Linked DNA regions of Mus musculus: region 1 is linked to region 2. The links are chromatin contacts, called in public Hi-C maps. All regions are on one chromosome and are shown on one strand. Each heading gives the region's core, a stretch centred on a gene start, on an enhancer-like site or on the middle of the called end of the contact. The rest is flanking DNA. Distances are from core to core; before and after follow the strand shown.

Evidence for each region. A called contact is a pair of places that touch in the nucleus more often than the background predicts.
Region 1: a Hi-C map of forebrain shows a contact between it and region 2, with 3 times the contacts expected there. The contact joins two enhancer-like sites. A contact is called at or near these places in 2 of 484 Hi-C or Micro-C datasets (forebrain and nephron progenitors) and 2 of 115 datasets of contacts at active chromatin or transcription factors (neural progenitor cells and stem cell-derived neural progenitor cells).

Annotation. Positions count from the first base shown.
Region 1 is chr4:102,478,695-102,485,259 of GRCm38.p6, forward strand. The region is part of intron 1 of Pde4b (phosphodiesterase 4B, cAMP specific); the gene reads left to right. Among named protein-coding and RNA genes, the nearest start is that of Gm52668, 34 kb to the right of the region's middle. Within about 2 kb of position 2,602, at least 14 of the 459 cell types and tissues checked have an H3K27ac peak or open chromatin away from gene starts, as enhancers often do. A contact at or near this core is called in forebrain, where this site is marked.
Region 2 is chr4:102,272,889-102,279,839 of GRCm38.p6, forward strand. The region is part of intron 1 of Pde4b (phosphodiesterase 4B, cAMP specific); the gene reads left to right. Among named protein-coding and RNA genes, the nearest start is that of Pde4b, 21 kb to the left of the region's middle. Within about 2 kb of position 3,028, at least 23 of the 459 cell types and tissues checked have an H3K27ac peak or open chromatin away from gene starts, as enhancers often do. A contact at or near this core is called in forebrain, where this site is marked.

The DNA.
Region 1 (6,565 bases), core at 1,352-3,851, 210 kb after region 2:
ATCAAAGCAGCCTGAGGCTGAATTCTTCAGAACAGAGGAAGGGTGCTGTGAGTAGATGTGTCGGGGGCCACAGAAAGAAGGTTAGAATTTACTCTTGGGACTACATCATGATTTTACTTTTGTGTTAGATTGATCATGTTTCTCTGTCTCTCTGTCTCTTTGTGTGTCTGTGGGGGTGTGTGTGCATGTGTATACAAGGTGTTCTATGTTCTTGAGGAGCAGGGTCCCCCTGGGGACCAATGAGCAGAGAAGAGTCACACAGGACAAATGCTTTGATAGACACAAACAAACACCTGGATATCGGTACAGGTGCAGCTGTGAGGGGCGGTAACACTCGCAGAAGAGGAAAAGCGTGGAAAAAGCTGACTCAGCAACTTAGCAATCATTGCAGAATATAGACTCGACTATTGTCTGACCCAGTTCTCCAGTTAAAAGCAAGTGTGGAAATGGAGAGATGGCAGGATCCAATGATACCCTGTCACGACCCCTGCTCTATCTTAGCTCAGATACCATCTGAAGAAAGCAGATGGCGCCTCTGTGGGGAATCAGGAGAGGGCTCTTAACCATATAGGGTGAACGTGCTCAGCACACTATTGAGGGTTTTTTTCATGGCATTAATGTTATCTACACATATCATTTTTTGATTATAATTTTCTATTGCTAATTCTTCCTTAAGGGACCCTTTTCTATGTTGCTTTAACCACAGAGTAAGAACCATGCCTTGTTTTAGAGAGGGTGCTACTAAATGTTTGCTGAGTGCCCTTCGGCACCATTACTGCAGATTCACACTTAAAAATCTTTTTCTGTTAAGAAAACATCCACGAGACGTCTCATCTTAGAGGCACCCCAGAGATCTTTTCCCTCACAGATCCATTTCATATTGAAGTGTGGGGTCAGAGTACAGGGAGCCCCTGTTTCGGTGTATTCCCTCCAGAGTGGGCACTAGAAGCCAGATCCCCCCGAGCCAGAGCTCTTCAGCATTCCAGCACTATCCCTGGTAAAGTCTATGTGGAATTATTGCCAATTAATGCAACTTTCCAACCTCCTGGGGAAGAAAAACACATCAGTAGGAAGCTGCTTCTAGAATGCAGATGAGCTGACCACTAGACTTCTCCTCATGGTGTCTGGAAGGAGAGTCATAGACTCTAGAAGTGGATTCTCAAGGCAACATGGCACGAGTCTGTTGTTACTATGCCCAGAGAAGTTCTGCTCTGCCTAGGGCATGGACTCATCATCATGATGTCTGTGCTTTTGTACAGTTAAGCTTTTCGTTAGGAAAGCCACCGGTTGGTTCTATAAATGTGGATCTCTGTTACTGTGAGTAGAGGCGAGGATCCCTGTCTAGCTTCTCTTCTACAGGACCAGAGAGAAGTACTGGCCAGTGTAAATATCAAGGAAATAGTCAAATGGTTATTTTTACTTTTCAAATGTTAAGCAAGTGTTTGAAGATGTTAATCTAAGTATAAATGGGGGGAAAAACTTTTCTAATAGAACATTGATGAGACTGGTTTTTTTTTTTTGGTTGTGTGAACAACATTCCCACATATATATAATATGTGTACAAACTCTAGACACTGATGCTCCTAGGGTGGCATTCTCAGGTGTTGTGGGGAGGATGGGGAAGGAAGGTTAATGTCAGAGGATTAGATCAGCTCGACTCAAGTACTCCACTGCAGTCTTTGACTGACAAACATTTTGACCCAAGTGGATCGGCCTGTCAGATAAGAGATGTCAACTGTGGGATTCTTGCATTCATCCAACAACTATGTATGTGTGTTCTGATATGAGAGTCAGCTCCAGGTTCTAGAAATACAGAAATGAATTAAGGCATAAGTCTTGCTTCTAGGAGGCTGTGGTCTGAAGGAAGAAAGATCACTAAGCCCAGGAAGACAGTCCAACATGACAAACTCTGAGACAAAAATGCCTTGTGGAGGAAAGGGCCTAGGGCACAGATTATATAACAGTATAATAATAAAAAAAAAAGAGGTCACTTCAAATGAAGTTGTATACTTTAGAGCCTTCGTTCTTTCCCTCTTTCAAATAGGTCACAAGGAATAAGCCTAGCAAACTGTGAGGATTAAATGATGCAGATGATGCTCGGTGAGTTGCTTTAAAAAAGACAGCAGAAGGAAAAGCGGAGCTCAGTCCCCAGGGCAGTGTGCAGCTCTGCTGACCCGAGCGCTTAAATCTTTTTTCATAGAGTTTGTCTTTCCAGTGGGAAGATTTGTTAGAGTCCGTCAAAGGAACTCAGCTAGAGACCGTTTCCACTGAATCAGAACTGACCTATCCCTAGGACTCTGCTTTATGGCTCTTCATTACAGACAGCAGGCTTGTGCAGGTAATTGGGAGTCAGGACAGCATCCCCCTAGGGACAATGGCAAGGCCATTCAGTGGCCTCCCAGTTCAGCTTGAATTCCTGAAGGCAGAGCTGCTCCTGGTTTAATCAAAGGCTTCATGCACACCTTGCACTTCTCTTCTTTATCTCTGATTTTTTTCCTTCCAGGCTCAGGAAGTTTGACTTCTCATCTTCCTTCAAGGGCTTAAATTGGAGGCCAGGAAACCATGAGAAACAGTGGTGCCTTCTGCCATCTGCTGGCTCCTTCTTGTCACCAGCCCAAAGTTGGCTTAGCAAAGATTCCAAGGGATGAGAGGCGACACTGTCAGAGGAGGTGTGAGGCAGATGATGACCCTGCTTTACCACAAAGCCTACTGAAGCTGGTAGTGTGGTACTCCATAAGCTTGTTTTAGGGAAAACACAATTGTGTTTCTTTCAGATTTTATTCTTACATCATTACCACATCAGACTCATCAAGGAAAGTCACATTCTTTATGGATCCATTTGAAGGCAACAACAGAAGTCAATGCTAAAGATGACAGAAGCAAGGGTAGGGAGTGAGAAGGAGAAAGAGGCCAGGAGAAACATGTTTCAGTGGATGCCAGTAGTCTTTAATTGGTTCAGGAAACACTTTTTTCCCAAAGGATCTGTTATTTGCAAGATTCTGACCCAAATATCTGGGACACAAAAACAGGTAATATTGCCTCCCTTGACTATGACAATGCATTGGGAAGCATTCAAATAAATGGAGAATTAAACAGAGACCTGCAGGTATTCTCATGCTATAGTTAGTCCAGCATATCCATGGGTTTTAGGATGTAGTCAATCGTGGCTAGAAAACAGTTGGGGAAATATGTATCTGTAACAAATATGTACAGACTATATTTTCTTACTGTGCCTTAAAGAATGGAGTATAGTAACTGTGTACCTAAATTTGCGTTGCATTTTATATAATACATAAGCCCTAAAATGATTGGAGTTACACAGGAGGAGCTGTGGAGATTACATGTCAATACTAAGCCATTTCATAAAAGGGACCTAAGCACCCACATCTTTGGGGTTTGGAATGGGATGGGTGTTTCTGGAATTGAGCTCTTGGGAACAGCAAAAACAATTGTTCTACATAAAGAACTGTGAGGGAGCACAGAGGAGAGGCGGCCATCAGTGTGGCACTGCGGTGCCAGAGAGGATCCCTGGAAAAGGTGATCCAAGATGATATTAGAATAGAGCCTTGTACTAGAGGCAGCAGTGGGAAAGGCTGCCAGTTCCAGGAATGTCACTACTGCCCAAGCAGCAGAGATCTCCCACTAAGCAGAAAACAGCTGTTAAAGCTTTAGATATTAGACAAAATTCCCTTGGCTGTGTAGGGATGCCAATGGGACCAGGAGAAGCAGGCCCAACCAAGTAGAGAGGCTGCATACAATGCTCTGGAGATGGGTGAGCAAGCCTGCTAGGATAGGTCTCTTGTCCTGGAAGGAAGGTGTCTTTAACCAGTCCTCGTGTTGGACATGGACAACCTCTTCCTTACAAGCATATGGCTACTCACAAAGTCAGAAATGTATATGCTGCATCCTCCAAATTCACCTGAAATGTCAATGTAACTTCACGAATGGTAGATGTTCAACCTTAACTACACCAGCACCAGTACTACTTGGAATCACAAATACAGTCACCAAACGTAAGATGGTTCTGAAAATTGTGGTATAGCTTGCTAGATGAACAATTCAGCAGTACATGGGAAGTTGTAATTCTAGAAGCCACAGTGAATGGTAAAAGCTTCTAAAAATCTATATTCAAATCAATATGAAAAATGTTCAGATGGGGGCTGGGAAGAGAGCTCAGCTCGTAGATTGCTTGCCGTGGAGGGATACGGACCTGAGTTTGGAGCCTCAGAACCAATGTAAAACCTTGGTGAAGAAACAGTATGTGTCTGTAAGTGCATCGTTAGAGTAGAGGTAGGGGTAGAGACAGGCAGAGAGCCCTGGAAGTACCCTGGTAAATAGAGAACAACCGAGAAAGGCATCTGCCATTGACCTCTGGCTTCTGCATGCATGTGATGGTGGGTAACCACCCCCCCCAACACATACATGCACACCATTCACTCATCCACATACACAATATAGACATATTGTGTGTACACATATATACACATACATACACGTGGATAGAAAATACTGAACTACTAGCAATGGCACTTTTCTTCTTCTATCTATGTTTTATAGAGCTTTCTTATACTGCTTATATAATGCTTGAATCTAAAGAAGCCTAAACTTGAAATGTGTGTCCTGATCAAGGCAGAGACAGGAAATGCCCTAGATAAATGACACTGTTTATGTGTTTGTTTCTACCATTGCGGGTTCCCTTTTCTTCCTGATTGTATTCTGGTTTGTGTGGTATATTCATTTCACTTGTTAAAGCCCCCTTCAGTCTTTCTCTTGGCCATCGCTGCCCCCTTGCTCCCTTGATCTGTGGGATGTATTGTGATGTCTGCCCACTAATTTTTGCTGTGACTGGGGCTGGTGTCTGGTTGGTGATTCACGTTTGTTCCGAAGCCGAACATCTGTGCTGGTTGCTTTGAAACAGTGCCCCAGGGAATGTGAAAGGCCCTTTGTCTCACTGAAACTTCTTCTCTACAACTGAGACCTCTTCCTGGCTTCTTCTGATTTCCAGCAAGCTACCTCCCTTTTGAGTTCAGGCTATGGGGTTACAGGGTAAAGGAGAAAAAGAAAAGAAAACCAAAGAGGAAAGAGTTTGTGTGGGGAGGGATCTAGTGTCAGCTCATATGGGCCCACGTGCTTCGTAAGTGTGGCAGAGCACCCTTCCCCCAGTCTCACTTTCTTCTGCTACTGTTTTGTGAATGTAGCCTCTGCACACAGGAAGGCTGATAGCAGAAAGACAAATGAGCCCTACTAGAAAACTCATGGAAAAAAGTCTTAAGGGTTTTGCATACTTGGCCAGATGCTGATGTAAGTCCAGAGAGCATTGATAGTCATAACAGTGAGTGGCATCACATGAGCACTGACCAAAGCACTCAAGCTACAGACTGCCTGGCATCCCAAACACTCACCTTTTGGTCTTGCCAAACTTGCTGGAGTTTAAGACGTTGGCTGTATGGCCACTCTTTAAAGTATTCTGCTGGTTTACTATGGAAAGGCTATGAACATGTACACCAAAATGAATAATAATGATACCGTTTTACATGGAATTTAGAAGTTCACTTGTAGGCTTTGGCTGACCCCAGTTTCACCATTTAAGAACCTGCCCTCTTTGCCATTAAGAAGAATTCAGAAGGTTGGAGAGATGGCTCAGTGCTTAAGAGTGCCAGCTACCCTTTCAAAGGTCCCAAGTTTGATTCCCAGCACCCACAAGGTAGCTTTTACCCATCTGTAACTCTGCTCTCTTCTGGCCTCCAGGGGAAGGGCCATGCATGTAATGCAATACATATGAACAGGCTAATACACATACAAATAAATAATATACATATGTATAATATATCTATATATACACACACAGACATAATAAGTATATATGAAGAGTTCACAGAAAGAATCAGGACATAAAAGGTTTGCATGTCACCAAGAATCCTTCTTTACAAAGTAACTGTTTAGCTTCTCAGCAGCTAGTAGAGATGTCACTCAAGGCAGGTGTGCAATGTGCTTCATTATACTTCCACTTGTTCTGAAGTACAGGCCAGGAAGGCTGGCAAGAATGTGAATCCAAAGGATTACACACCTGCCTGAGGCATTGGGAAGGTGCCCGTCCCAGACCACTGGGCTTCTGAGAAGATCCGTCTATGGAGCACATAGTAAGTGGCTGCAGCACCTGCTTGGCCCTTTGCCTAGGGCTCCTCATGTGCAGCTTTCTATCAGCCTTTGTATGGAGTCTGAAAGCAGCTTTGATCAACAGTCTCTAGGGTGGCACCATACTCCCTCATCTGGTTCCAAGGGAAGCCAGAGTTCAAGGCAGTCTGCTGCCTCCTTCTGGCTTTTTCAAGAAGGTACTTTGTGTCCCTGGAGAATCATTCAGGAGTGGCCATAGACTGACTCTTACATACCAAAAACAACTTTTGATAGAAAAGAAATGGCATTCCATTACCCAGTATGCCATTGTGTAACTGAGAGTGAAAACGGCTGTAAAGTTATGGAGTGGGAAAAGGCGCCTTCCAGTGTTCCATCAGCAACTAGCTTAGCTCTCCCTCATCCGTGGTCTTTGTATGCTTTCTGCTGCCCA
Region 2 (6,951 bases), core at 1,778-4,277:
CTCTCACCCTCTACCACAGTCCGCATCACCCTCTGACCACACACTACTGTTTTGTTTCCCTGTGTTGGAAAACATCTACTATCTGCTTACAGAACCTGTCTCTTGCTAGCAGTACTCCAGACTCCAGAGTGATTAATTGCTCAAGAAAAAAGGAAGTCATCTAAGAAGGTTAACCTTTGTCCCTGATGTCCCCACATCATCAGCGTCGCATCTTGCTATTGATTTGTCTCAGTCCACAGATCTGCTAGCCCTGTGTTCTGCACAGCATTCTCTGCGGCTCCTTGAGATCCTCCATCTCTTACCTTAGTTCTGAAACCTTGTAATTTCCCACGCCACTCTCCTAGGTCCCTCCCTTGAAGTTAGTCCCTTTAGAAAGTTCTAAACAGTTTTTTTTTTCCTCCTGTTGCTACTGCAAGCTTGGAGGTTTTGGTGTCTGTGCACCGGGCATCTTGGCTAGCTTTCTTGCTACACGGAGTTCCACCCACAGCTGAGATACAAGGATCATCCACCTTGCTGAGCACTACCCTGGCTTGTTTGCCAGGGTATCAGTGTCATACTAAACAGGCTGGCTGCTCTTCCTGTTTTTCTCATCAGATTTGCCCTGGCCTCAAAGCTCTATATGTTGGGATGCCCTGAAGGATTTAGATCATGTTTTGATTTATTGTTCTCTACACTCTCTGCTTAGATCATGACTTAGACACATGATTTAATCAGCATCCATATGCTGTTGATCCCCACATTTCTAGCTATGGCCACATCCTATCTGTACAGGTAGCATTCAGTACATTCTAAATCCATATCATGGATTTTGCCCCTCGCTGGTCCCAGGTTCCTCATCACAGTGAGATACAATTCCATTTTTCTAATTGCTAAGGGTAGGAATTGTGAAATCTTGCACAGGACTCTGTGTTCTCTGACTGTTTGGGTAGCTTCTGTTTTTAAGACCTAAGTTCTCAAGTTGAATGAGAGAGGAAAATGAGACTTTAAGATACACTATGACAGATAAAATGGTAATTATAACGACACCATCCCCAAAGTGGTAATTCTATGTGTAAAAGTAGTATATGTATTCTATATATGACACAAACAGACATATATGTGACAGCAAGGCACAGATAGTGATCTTATAGGAAGGAGACTCCAGTTCACATTAGTCATGAGATTACAGACAAATGCTAAGTGTCTTTCTCCACTCCATTCACTATGCAAATAAAAGTTAATATGTGCAAGTGAGAGCTAGATCAGATAACTGACATGCAGAACAAACATGAAAGCAGATATTATTTTGTTTCCTTTACACATCTGCGACTTCACAAGTCAACCTCTAAGACCTATTACTTTTTTTTTAAAAAAAGAATATCTTGACAACTTCCTAGATTCTCGTTCATTATCAGATATATTTTTTATGCATGCTCCTTATATAAATCTTTGGCATCATGTTGTAACCATCCTCACTGTTTCTTATAGATCAGTCCTGTCCCTCCCATTCATTCAGTACTGTCATGTACTGGGAGAACCACAAAGTCCTCAAGTTTATTTCTATGAATAGAAAGCTGGGTAAGTCTTTTACACTGCAGGGCAGTAGTGAGGGAATATTTATACTTTAACTAGAACTATGTCTCTTTGATTCACACTGGAACAGAGGCTCTTATGAAGTCATCAGCATGGCAATGCAGACAATCTCCACTGAGTAAATGGTCAGAGAATTGTCCATTGGAGAGCATAAATCAAAATCATGAATATCTTTTTGCCTGCTCCAGCCAGGTTATTGACACAATAGCAGCAGCATGGATATATATATATATATATATATATATATATATATATATATATATATATATATATATATATTTACCATAGAGAAATGTCATTTGAAGGTCATTGTGTGGTAATAAATATCAGGCATTGTTTTATTAAGCTAACCTCTTTGAGGACAATAGCTATTTATTTGCCATGTCTCGTGACAACTGGCAAGTAGATGCTGAACTGGGGTTCTTAAATGCCTCAGTACTGAGATATCTGCCTTTTCATTGCATCTGGAATAGACTTATTTTGTTCCTGATTTTGCCATTTGGATATTGGCAGTCAGAGAGGGATCTAATAATATAACAACAGAAATTATAGGCTGTGAGGGAACCCACACACATACTGTTTGTCAAACAATTAGGGTATTTCTGAAGTGTGAACAGATGTACAAAAGAAATTAGCAAATAAAAAACAACCCAATTTAAAAACATTCCTAATATGAACATAATTAATTTATATGTTTTCCAGCTTATACTAATTAAAACCTCTAGTGTTTTGGTCAAGTTTGAGACTTAGAGTTTACCATTGTTTAGTTTCTTATATCAAAACAGTGATAAATATCAAGTATTATGTCTTATCAATTTTTGCTCAGGTCAAACTACTGTTATCAAAGCTTCAGTGCCAGAGATTTGTAGCCAAATTGTCACCAGTTGGGAACTCTTAAAGCCTGCTTAGTTTTCAATGATAAACAGTCTCCTGGCGAGTTTATGTGCTAAATATTTCCCTGTTTTGCAGTGGCACACATCAGGCATGGTTATTGTGTGTGGATGGGGATTTTCATTTTTAACATGTTCTCGAATTCTCTGGACATTTACTGTTTCCATCTGGTCCTCATAAAAACATTTCCCATTTGTAATGCAGCTCAGGCTCAGAGCATCGTTGTGATTCTATGCATGGCTCCAGTTTGACAGAGCAGATATTCTTCAACTTCGGATGTGGGTTTGATTCTGTGTTTCCCTCCCTCCCTCCCTCCCTCCCTTCCTTCCTTCCTTCCTTCCTTCCTTCCTTCCTTCCTTCCTTCCTTCCTTCCTTCCTTCCTTCCTTCTTTCCTTCTTTCCTTCCTTCCTATCTCTTTCTTTCTCTAAATTTTGAAATAAAATTTGCTTGAAATGCTGCATTTATCTCCAACAACAATCATAGCACGCACACCATGACAACAGGCACACTTCCCACTTGCCTCTGTGCAGTTTAAAGCTGCAGGAGAAGCAACTGCATTGAGCCCAGGCCAAGGGAACTGAGCAGTCGTCATAGTTTCTCGTCATTTCACAATCTGTTCTCAGTCATCACACATGGAGGAGTATTTTTCAGGGATTTGAACACTTTCACAAAGTAGCCAAACAAGTAGGATCCTCTTTGCTGAGTTTGGTAGTACCCTACGGAGCAGTGCAACCCAAAGTCCCTCATTCCTAGGAAGTCCTTTGCTGTGTTATTAGATGACAGCCCACGGATGTGGTTAGCAAGTATCAATGAGCTCCTTATTTATGGCTGGTTGTGTGCCACCAGCTTCATAATCTCAATTCAGTGACTTTCGATAACATCAGCAGCCCCATTTAAGGATGGAGAAATTGAGACAAGAAGGTGAAAAGGCCACAGCTAGCAAAGAGGGAACTCAGAATTTAAACCAAATATCTCGGCTTAGCTTTGGAACTGTTTAACCCTAGAACAATTTTGAACTTTTTAGTTCTTTGGCACGACACATTCTAGAACATGGCTCTCCCTCCCTTAGGTATCATGCTTCGTTTGTAGCTGCCTCTCCTCGGGTATTTTGCATATTTTAGAGTTTAATCAGGGATGAGTGCAATAACTATTTGAAATAGGCAGAAGTAAGGTTTATGAACTGGAACAGGCGACAGTGGAGAGGATGCTCCCCTTTCCCAGGTCTAGAATATCCCAGGACCCAAGGAAAAGGTCTAGATACTCTCAAGATGATGGCGTGGAATTTTCACTCTCAAGCTTAAAAGAACTGTCTTTATTTAACTTATTGTCCCTTAATGATACAGGTATTGAAAGGCATGACAGAAGTAAAATATAAATAATATGAGTTCACTCCCTTAACTGTCTCTAAGTGTATAATCTTTTCAGTATTGTTGCATATATTCATCTTGTTCAGAGAACCTTGAATCCAGTCTTTTCATCTTTCAGAAAAAAAATTGGTAGCATTTAAATTAACTTACACTTTCTGCTCTTCTCTGGCTTCCGGTAACAAGAGCATTTTGGTGGTAGTGGTGGTGGTGGTGGTGGTAGTGATGATTATGATTGCCTATAGATATTGGGATTACTGTCATCTTTTTGAGGTTTTTTTTTTTTTGTGACTGATACTGTTATAAAGATGAATGTTCAACTATCTGGGACCTTACTTTCAATTCTTTGGGCATGCACCTGGAAGTAGAATTGCTGGATCATAACACAATTCAGCTTTTAATTTTGCGAGAAGCTGACATACTGTTGTTCATAACAGCTGCACCAATGGACAATGGACAATTGACAATTGCACCAGGGATCTGATTTCTCCACATCCTTGCCAATATGTGCTATTTTCTCTCTTTTCTCTGAAATCATTTTAATAAATATGTGAAGAAATATTGTTGTGGTTTTGATTTGCATTCCCATAAACATTAATGACGTTATATACATTTCCACAAGCTTCCTGATCTGCATTCTTTGTATTCATATGTGAGAGATCTTTGTGTATTGTATATAGTATATTCATACACATAAGTGGCAAATATTTTTCTAGTCAATAGTTATATTTTTGCTCTGTTGATTATGTTTGCTTGACACATAGCAGTTTTAAACTTTGGAATTGTTTTATTTATTGGTGTATCACTGTGACCAAATATCTGATAAAAATCTTAGGGGATGGATTTTATTACATCTCAAACTTTCAGAAATATTGTTCATCATAGCTGGAAGTACCTTACATAGAAGAACAGGTCCCATGATGGTATTCAGGAAGCATAGAAACAGGAATGGAGGAAAGGGCTCAGGCAGGATAGAGCTGTCAAGAATACACTCCCAGTGACCCACCTCTAACCTATCTTCTCTGTCAATAATTCCATCACAGTATACTTTTTAAGGCACCCATTCACTGGTTAAGTCAGATACCTCCAATCTAGCTGTCTGTGGAAGCACCTTCACAGACATACCAGGTGTATTCTCGACTAGTCTAGGTGTTTCTCAGTCCATTGATAATTATGACTAACTATCAAGGATGTATTCTAATTTATTTGTATTTACTTTTGAAGTCATTATCCATAAATCACTGTCAAGTACAAAAGTCATGAAGCTTTCGCCCCCCAAGTTTTCTTTTAAAGATTTTATAGTTTTGGCTAGATTTTTGGCCTGTTTTGAATTGATTCTTTTAAAGGTTTACATTTTACTTATTTTTAATTGATTATTTTATTTATTTATATTTCAAATGTTATCCCCATCCCCATTTCCCCTCTGTAACCTCCCTTATCCCATCCCCCTCCTCCGGCTTCTATGAGGGAGATTCCCCAGCCACCCACCTACTCCTGCCTCATTGCCCTAGCATTCCCCTACATTGGCACATTGAGAATTCACAGGACCTAGGGTCTCCCCTCCCATTGATGCCAGATAAGGTCATCCTTTGCTACATAAGCAGCTAGAGCCATTCGTCCCTCCATGTGTACTCTTTGATTGGTGGTTTAGTCCCTGGGAGCTCTGGGGGATCTGGATGGTTGATATTGTTGTTTTCCTATGGGGTTGCAAACCCCTTCAGCTCCTATGGTCAGGCTCTGGCAGAGCCTCTCAGGGGGCAGCCATACCAGGCTCCTGTCAGCAAGTGTTTCTTGGCATCAGCAATAGTGTCTGGGTTTGGTGTCTGCAGATAAGAGGGATCCCTAGGTTGGGCAGTGTTCTGGATGGCCTTTCTTTCAGTCCTTGTTCCATTCTTTGTCCCTGCATTTTAAATTAATTTTTAAAAAATAATAAACCATGAAAAATTAACACAATTCAATTGTATCTGTATAATTTTACCAAACCTTTATACTAAAATGAACATGCTTTTAGTTGTATAAAAATTACATTTGGGGGATCATTTGCTATGACAGTATATGCATAAAATCTTCAACATGTTTCAGAGTTGTTCATTGTTTGGATTTTACAGTCATCAAAGTCTGAATTCTGCTTTACAGAAATTTGTAGGCTAAAATTCCCAAAAGTTTTAGGGCAGTTCCTGATATCTAGAAGCTGTGATTCTAATTTCAACCCAAAGTGTATTTAGCAACATTTTATAACACTCAAGGCAACAATACAAACAGAAACTTTAAAAATCAAACATCATGACAAAATACAGTCCAAAGCTATGCACAGACTGTAAAAGTCATCTTCATTTTCTTCACTTGGACATCCAGCTTTCCCAACACCACTTGTTGAAAAGACACAAGCTTAAATGAAATTGAAACTATATAGCTAGAAGCCTCCAGTTTCTCTTTCACTTTGGCACAGACTATAATAGATTTACAGGAATCATTTTTAGAGTTCTGAACTTGGAATCCTTTGTCCCCTACGGACACTTGGCAGCACGTGGAGTCAGTCTTGATTGTTCTGTTGTGGTTAGGGTGGTCAGAAGTGGTCCTATTAGTAGCCAGTGGGCTGAGGATGGGGATGCTGATAAAAGGTCTACAGTGGATAGGGCAGCTCCCATCGCCAAAAGAGTTTCCTGTGCGACTTTGGTGCAGCAGTGCTAAGGGCTAAGGAACTGCGGCCTTAAGTAGTCAGAGCCAGGCTGACAGGACTGAAATTCTGAGAAGCCTGCTCTTTTTCTTTGGTTGTGGCTTTAGCTCTCCTATCTGAAGGCTTGGCAATGGTGACTATAAAGGTGATTGCCCAAGGGCCCAATCATAGGCCCGATTTCATAACATTCAGATAGGTTTTAACAACAGCATGTCTCTTGGAATTTTATTTTTCCTTTCATGCACGTACTTTCACACACATACATACACACACACACACACACACACACACACACACACACACACACACACATACACACACATATTGTGAGCCTAGTCTTTAACGGCTGAGCCATTTTCCCAGTCTGTACTTTCTTAGTCTCTTGCCATGACTTCCCGTGTATACTTTCATTTTCTGTTTTTATTCAGGAAGCAGATAAATAATTGT